2 separate regions of the Triticum aestivum genome follow, and region 1 is linked to region 2. Evidence: chromatin contacts called from public Hi-C data. All regions are on one chromosome and are shown on one strand. Each heading gives the region's core, a stretch centred on a gene start, on an enhancer-like site or on the middle of the called end of the contact. The rest is flanking DNA. Distances are from core to core; before and after follow the strand shown. Region 1 holds the start of LOC123111294 (UDP-rhamnose/UDP-galactose transporter 6). Region 2 holds the start of LOC123111293.

Region 1 (4,203 bases), core at 161-2,660, 180 kb after region 2:
GGGATGGAGTGAACATGGGACATCAGTTGGGGGGGCGGTGGGGGTGAAACGTGGTCGCCATGGTCTTGAGGGGAGTATTGGGTAAAAAATGAACAAAATGAAGCTATTGAAGCAAAAAAATTTGCCGAACTTCCTTGATATAAAGGAAACAAAGGGAGTTATCGGAGATGTTCTTACCACCCTTTTTTATTTGTGTGGCTAATTCTTAACTCTAGTATATTGAGCAAGATCTTTTTGGGATGGAACTTACTAGATGTTTCATTTTTAAACTTAACTTACTAAGGAGGTGTTTGGCTGCATAAATGGTGAAGGCAACGTTAACGTAATCAGATCACGGCGTTTAAGGAGGTGTAATCAGTTTTTTGCAAGTTTGTTTGGTTCACGTTCAGGTAAAGGAATCGATTACCATCGCTCTGCTCTTCTTGCTCGGCCTTGTTGCTCGCCGGCCGCCATCCTCCCCGTAGATGGCTTGCTCTTGCTTGACCCCAGCCAACCAGGATCTCAAACGCCGCTAGCCGTCCTCGAAATCAACCGCCGCCGTCCGCCCTCGAGATCAAGCGCCATTGGCCGTTCGGATCTTGTGCATCGCCGGTCGTCTGCGAAATAAAGCGCCGCCGACAGCCCCGGGATCAAGCGCTGCCGGACGCTCGGGTCTTGTGCACCGCCTGATGCTCGGGTCTTGTGCGCCGCCAGCCATCCCCAAGCACGTGCGCTGTTGGCAGCCTCCGATGTCAAGCGCCGCCAGCACTTTCCGATCACAGACGCCATCGGCTACTCCGATCTCGGCGGCAGGGAACGAGGAGGGGGAAGAGGGGGCGTGACGGGGAGGAGTGCGCTTGAGGGGAAGGAGGAGGGGGTCGTGCGCGGAGGAGTGTCTCGGGAGCCGGGAGGGGAGGAAGAAGGGATCGTGCGGGGAGAGGAGGGAACGGTACCGCAATTACCGGTGGGGGGTGGGCGGTATCGATCGATAACTGGGCTGGACCCGTTTACGAGGGAATGTGTTTACGGTGTCCATTAAACAAACACAAGTAACGTTTCCCCATTACGGCGTAAAGGGATAACGGGCAAAACTCGCTGAAACAAACACCTTCTAAATAATATAACGTTATTCCGATGCAAAACAAACTTGGCGTCAATAAAGGAGTATCACTGCCGTGCCAAGTCGTTTGGAGTGAGAAGTGAAAATGATGCTAACCCTAACGGGACGTTCATTTTTCTTAATGTATGACACCTTGCATATTCCTCTCACGTTGTTATTGTTTTCTCTTCATGGAGTTCTTGTCACCTTCATGAAAACCAAACCGTGGCGATTCAACCGAGGAGAATTTAGCGATACAACCCTAAGATTAGCGTAAATAAAACTCTGGACTCACAAAAATGCGTGCATCCGGCAGCCTATAAAAAGGGGGGCAGATCTGATGCGAAGGTAGTTGTGAGCGTCGCGGAAAAAAAATAAACAAAAATAAAAAAAGGGGGGCGAGGAAGAAACCGAAACACTCACACAGAACACCACACCCCCCACCCCGGCGACACACCACCCCTCCCACCCCAAATCTCAGATCAGAGCGCCGGGAGATCTGCCATTTCCGGGTGGAGGGATCGAGCCCCGCGCTTCTCGAGTAAGGATTCTTCCTCGCCCTCACTACCTTCCGCCGCAGCCTTTTCGGGGCCGCGATCTGGCGTGGGTTTTTGGCGCGAGCAGCTGCGATTTGGGGACGGATTCGTTGGTCGGTTTGCTGGATTTAGGAGGGTTTCCGGGGTGTGGAGTTGCGCTCCTGGAGTACTCCCTGATGGGGCTCCGTGGAGGAGCATCTGGACTACGAGCAAGGCAGGGTTGTGTGTAGCAGAGCGTTCGGGATCAGCAGGGTTGTGTGCAGCAGAGCGTTCGGGATCAGTAGGGTTGCTGCGTAGCATAGTGTTTGTTGTCTATCAGTTTGCAAGTAGAGATACGAATTCGGACTCACGGGTGGATTACTGGGCTAGGAGGGACTTTTTGGGGTTAGAGCTACGTCGTTGGAGCAGTTGTTGCTGTTATTCCGTGGAGGAAGAGCATTCGGTTCTCATGAGTAGCTGCATCCGGGCATGAGCAGGCTTGTTTTTAGCGTAGCACAAGGAAACTGTAGGGCTCCTGTATCATATGTTGCTAATTGCGTTCAGAACCAGTAGGGCTCAGGTAAATTGTAGTAGTGTGCGCTGTTTAGAATTCTTTTTGCTTAATCTTGGGGCATTTTATTTAACTCAGGTGCAAGCAGCACCATCTTTGTTCACTGTCTAATCATCTGAAATGGCTTTAATTCCTTACTGCAGTTAAATCCTGGGCTCTATATCTTGTGTGGATGGCATTTGTGCCTCAGAGACTGTAGCTCACCAAGTGTTGATTTGAACCTGTGAAGATAGAGATGGGTTCTCCGAGAAAATCCGACAAGAAGGCCGCCTTAGACTTTGCAGCATGGGGTTTCAATATCACCTCATCCGTTGGGATCATCATGGTCAACAAAGCCTTAATGGCTACACATGGATTCAGTTTTGGTATGTTTTTAGCTTTGGTGAAGAATTATGCAGTCACATACATCATTAAGTCAATCTATTGACATCTTGTTCTTTACTTTTGGCAGTGAGTAGGATTATGTTATGCTGTATTTTGTTCTGTATCTTTCAATTTCTGTCTGACTTCAATTTGACTACCGTAGGCTTCTCCTTCTGAATTGCGCATTAGTATTGCTCTGCTGAGTTTAGTGTACAAAGGGGCCAGGAAGTTATTTTAAACCTTTTGTGATCCCGAATTGGTACTGCAAATTCCATCCATGTAAATTCTAGATGCTCTTTTGTTGATAAATCTTTAATTACAGATGAGTATGTCAGCATTTGACCAACTCATAATAGTTTTTTTCAACTAGATTACTTTTATAGTGATCTGAGAGTTAGGGATTTGACTGTTAGGCAATCCTAGGTGTCTGTTGCTATGTTAACTTGCTTGGCATAAACTCGAGATATGTCTGTTGAACATAAGAAGCATGCTAATTTAATATGATCTATTGTTAGCAATTACTTGCAAGTTCAATGAGGTTTCTGCACTGACCCTCAACAATCTGCACATACGTTAAAACTTGGATAAACTCCTGCCATTTCACTGATTTCTGATTTACCCCTTTTGCAGCCACAACATTAACTGGCCTTCATTTATTGACAACGACCTTGATGACTATTGTGTTTCGGTGGTTAGGCCTGAGCCAGCCCTCTCACTTACCGCTACCAGATCTGATTAAGTTTGTAATCTTTTCAAATTTGTCGATCGTTGGCATGAATGTGAGCTTGATGTGGAATTCTGTGGGGTTTTATCAGGTCAGTGTAGTTTCTGACTTTCTATTACCTAAGCTATGTATCTCTGCATTATTAGCTCTTAATTAATTCTTTTCTTTTGTTCAGATAGCAAAGCTGTGCATGATACCCGCATCATGTCTTCTGGAGGTTGTCTTTGATCGTGTACATTATTCACGGGACACAAAGCTGAGCATAATGGTTGTGCTTGTAGGCGTTGCAGTTTGCACTGTTACTGATGTCAGTGTGAATGCAAAAGGCATGCTTGCAGCTGTTATAGCTGTTTGGAGCACAGCTTTCCAGCAATATGTAAGTTGAAATACCTATACTGTATGGTGATTTGCATATATCTTCAAGCCAATAGAATCCTGCTGTTGAAAGACAATCTATTAGAGGACTTGAAACATTGATCAAATAAGAGGCCAATGTTTGTGCCGTCATGGTATTTTATAATGTTTACAGACATTACCAACATTATCACTCCAGTGTTGAGTATGCACTGCATTCTGTTGTTTAATCTCATGACTGCATGCTATTTGATTATGTTTGCTGCCCTTCTGTTATTTGTTCTTATCATGTATTGTAAAGAGGACCCACTTGAAATTCTGTTAATTCTTGTTTCCCATTTTGCAGTATGTTCATTATCTCCAACGGAAGTACTCTCTGAACTCATTCAATCTCCTAAGCCACACTGCTCCAGCCCAAGCAGGTTCCCTCCTGTTAGTAGGGCCCTTTGTGGATTTCTTGTTGACTGGCAAAAGGGTGGATCACTTCAATTTCACATCACTTTCTTTGGTAAGAAATCGATTTCTAACAGTGTTGCATGTCCCTCAGCCTGTGGTGATCTATGCTGCAGCTTCCGTATGAGCAAATAGATTTAGCTGG
Region 2 (4,253 bases), core at 728-3,227:
CGCTGCTCTGGCCCAGGGTCTTCATCGCCGCATTGGCCCTGCTCAACCTCTCCTCCAAGCCCAGGGTCTTCCTCTCCGTGCTGGCCCTCCTCCGAAGGTCGCGCCCGCCCTCGCCTCTGTTGGTGCTGGTATTCCCCGCCCCCGCCTCTGTTGTTGCTGCTGCTGAATTAAAGAGAACTTGATTGTAAAGCTGAATACTGAATTAAAGATCATGAATACTGAATACTTGAAAGAGTAGAAGCAAAACTGGAGTACTGAAAGTAGTTTGGTTCTGGAGTACTTGATGTTCTGTACTGAATACTGAATTAAAGAGAACTTAATTGCTGCTGGTATTCCTCTCCCTGTTTGATTGTAAAGCAAAACTGGATTAAACAGAACTTGAATACTGAGTGTTGCTGGTAACACAGTTACACTGAATACCCAATGAAGCTCAATACTGAATGCTGGAGTAGTTGCTGCTGCTGGTATTCACATGCACTTCAAGAAATTATTCAGTACAGAACAGTTTTATTCAGTACAGAACAGTTTTGTTCAGTATAGAATTTGGGAGTAGATGCAGATATGTTGTGAATGCAAAATAAGTGGAACATTTGGTGCCACTGTTCCTAGTCCACTACAATTCCTAGCATTTTGCTTCCAATGTGCAGATATGTTCTGAATGCAAAATAAGTGGAACATTTGATGCTCCTGATCGATGCTCTTGATTTGCTAGGAACAGTTTTGTTCGGTGGAACATTTTGCTTCCAATGATGCAGATATGTCCTGAATGCCAAATGTCATTCCACTGTTCCACTTATCTAGGAATTGTAAAAGAAACAAAGCTTTTACATGTGTGAGAAACTTATTCCTGCGATCCAAGAGCGCTGGCCGGACGAAGATGAAGGACGGACAATCTATATCTGAGGCTGGGGTCCAATGCAATGCTCTTGCATTGTTAGGAAAATTTGCTCTCTGCTTGCTTGATCCTGGCTGATTGTCACCCTGTCAGTCACAGACACCAACCAGTGGAACGGCCGAGTGCTGCTGCTGTACTAAGCATGCAGCAACTGAAGCAAAGCGGTTGGTTGCTGGAGGATCCCACAAGGCAGATCTCAGTCAGTCAGATCAGTGCAGCAAAAGTAGGAGCTGGGCAAAGGTTAGCATTGACCCAGGAATTCACGGGGGTTCAGTACTTCAGTTACCACCACCACCACATGGGCAGCAATTAGCAAAGCTTAACAGCAAGGCTAAAAATAATCAAGAACCTAGGCAAACGTATTCTTTCTTTCTTTCTTTTTTCCTAATCATAATCAAGAACCTGAATGCTGAGATCGATGGTTTCATTCAGAACATTGCCAGTTTGAAGACAGGAACATCAAAATCCAGAGTATCTCTTATGGTGCCACAAGATAAAAATTCAGAGTTCAAATAAAAATTCAGAATTCAGAGTATACCTTGACAGAGCAGGGGCATACACTGCTGCTTGCGGCTGAGGAAGAGGCCGAGCCACTTGAGTCGCATATCGACGTCCTCCTTGGTGAGCTTGTCGGCGTCGATCTACTCCATGGGCAGCTTGGTGAGCTGAGGCTGGTGTGGTACTTCTCCTTGAGCACCCAGTACCCGCCCTCCCGCTGCAGTGCTGCTCCACCCGCGGCTCCAGCTGGACGGCCGAGGCCGACGGCGAGGCGGCCGCCACCGACGGGGCGGAAACGCCATGGCCGCTGCTTGTGGGAAGGTTGCTGCCGGCATCGTGTTGGTAGTGGTCTGGATCTGGCGCCTTCGGCCTCGCATCGACGGAATCCTTCGCCGGCTTGAACTCAAAGGTCCAACCTTTTTGCAAGTTCGCCGCGGGAAGGAGGAGAGGAGCGCGGCGAGGCCACCGAAGGTAGGGGAGGAGAGCGCGGAATCCATGGTGGGGGGGGGGAGAGCGCGGCGGCGAGCCGGAGAACAGCACAGAGCGGACCGCGGCGGCCAGCCGGAGAAGAAAGTGAGGGCGAGGACCGCGGGTTTGGTCGGAGATAGATGAGGGGGGTTTTCACAAAAAAGCAGTCGCGACATCTAATTCCGAATGGAGGGAGTATAAGACATGAACCATCTAGTATCATGTGTTCCTACCCACTGTTGTACCACTGCTGCTACTTTCACTCTCTGAAATGCTTCTCTGAATGCAAGAAGAAGCATGCCAAGTTTGATCAGATTTTTGTAAAATCTATGCTCTCTCTCTGGAGCAAAAAAACATAAAAAAGGTTGACTGTCTGAGCCCAGGTTCGAACTGGGGACCTTTAGTGTGTGAGACCAACGTGATAACCAACCACACCACCCAGACCTTTGCGACAGATATCTTAAAATCTGTTTATTTAAAACTTGTTCCTCTGATGGAGTAAAGGTATCTGCACCGACAAATCAAAAGTTAGTGTCATCAATAATTAATCTAGAGCCTAAGCAACCCCTTGATAAAATACGGGATTAATAATGGTTCAGAGGATGCGTCGATGCAAACGAGCCCGTCCGATTCTTTCCAGCCTCTCACGTGCACGCGAAAAGGGTTTGTTGACGCACGCGATGCAAGTAAACAAATGCACTTGCACCCGAAGCGATCCGATTGCGCTTTTGTCCCCCTTCTCTCCGGACCGTCGGTATCTACGAACACGACGCTTCAAATAAATCCGAGCACACTCTTCTCTCGGACACGTATTTAAATTGCTAGGAAAACTCCGCGCAAAGAAGGCTAAAAACAAAGTAAAAACCAAAACAAGTAACCTCGTCCCGAATACTTATCTTAGATAATTCGTATCTAGATATGTTTTTTTAACACAATACAGACACAAGCGCTCATACATACGCACATAAACTTACCACTATGAACCGCACACATGCACACTATATCTCTATGAGTAATTTCGAGAGACTGAGCCGGCATATCATCTTGAGATTTACGAAGTTAGCGTAGGCGCCTCGCCGTCGATGGGAACGTCTCCTCTCACTGAAAACGTATCGCCGGAATTCCTGAAATAAATCTAGTAATAATACGAGCACCGGGACTTGAACCCTGGTGGGCTGGGGATACCACTGTCCCTCTAGGTTGGTTCGCCTAGACATGTTTTACTGTTAAATATATTTGTATCTACATAAATCTAAGACAAGTAATTTAAGACTTCCCCACCTCCGCCTCCGGCTCCTCTCTCAGGGGATCAAATCGACTCTGGAGAGAGGGGGGAAGTTAGGGTTCGTCAACGCAAAGCTCCTCCACCAAATCAGGTCTTGGTTAGGAAGGAGCTGCTTGTGTCTGGAGACTTTTCTGCCGAGGATTGCTATCCGATTGGTGCTTCTGATCAGTTGTCGCAACCGACGCACTTTAGATTTTCATGAGATTTCTGGGCTGGGAAAACTAGTAAGATCCCTTTTGCTGATGTAGTCCATGGTATGGCTAGACGTGGACGTGATCAGAGTTCTAGAGGGGGTCGCTATGGTGCTGGTAGGGGACGCAATGCTGGTAGAAATCTAGCCGCTGGTACTAATACCTCTCTGCCACCAGATCCCACACACGTTCCTCCTCCTCCCACTTCACATCCACCACCCATATCCATATATATGCCAAACCACCTATCTTCCATATGGCTGCAGCTCCACCTTTACCTATGCAGGGGGGCACGTGTTTGCTGGGTATCCGACAGGAATAATTAGTATCAACAGCTTGGTCCTTGGCCTCAACAGCCACAATTTCCTTACCAATTCATGCCTCCACCTCAAAGCTTGACCATGCCTTATCAACAGCAAGAAGCAGTAGTAAGTGGAGGTAGCCTCTCAAGCAGTGGCGCTCAATCTGGACAACCGGGTACTAGCCAAAGTAAGAGAAAGCAAAATGCAGGGAAGCAACAAGCCCCTGCTGCTAGCACTCCTCAGCTTTAGTAAAAAAACACTTATAAGAGCATTATGTTTCAAGTTGACCCAAAAATCATTGGAGCTATCTGTTATAATTGTGGCCTTCCTGGGCATTTTGTTGACATGTGTTCTGTGCCAAAGGTGTGATTTCTCTGTAAAACCCCTGGACATCATATGGATGGCTTACCCCTTGGTTTAAGCCATACCCAGCTGCTCATTACTGGGGGAGTACTTGTTCAGGCCTGGTTTTTCCCATGTTGACACATGAGACACAAGTGACTGTGAATGGCTGAATATTGGCAATGTTGGCCCAATGGTGATTGAAGAAGGTGACATAACTGGCAAAGAACTTGGGCAGTGCTTCTCTGATATGTGGAAACAAACTGGCCCTG

Evidence for each region. Hi-C and Micro-C count contacts between places; a contact is called where the count stands out from the background.
Region 1: a contact with region 2 is called in a Hi-C map of leaf, with 6 times the contacts expected there. The contact joins the promoter of LOC123111294 here to the promoter of LOC123111293 in region 2. A contact is called at or near these places in 2 of 5 Hi-C or Micro-C datasets (both in leaf).

What each region holds. Positions count from the first base shown.
Region 1 is chr5B:265,853,707-265,857,909 of IWGSC CS RefSeq v2.1, forward strand. LOC123111294 (UDP-rhamnose/UDP-galactose transporter 6) reads left to right here and starts at 1,411. Exons shown (of 6, transcript XM_044532051.1): 1 at 1,411-1,619; 2 at 2,308-2,529; 3 at 3,158-3,342; 4 at 3,427-3,627; 5 at 3,952-4,113. The coding sequence starts at 2,400.
Region 2 is chr5B:265,674,451-265,678,703 of IWGSC CS RefSeq v2.1, forward strand. LOC123111293 reads right to left here and starts at 1,978. Exons shown (of 2, transcript XM_044532049.1): 1 at 1,434-1,978; 2 at 1-162. The coding sequence starts at 1,500. It overlaps TRNAV-CAC (transfer RNA valine (anticodon CAC)), which reads right to left and starts at 2,305; the gene lies at 2,232-2,305.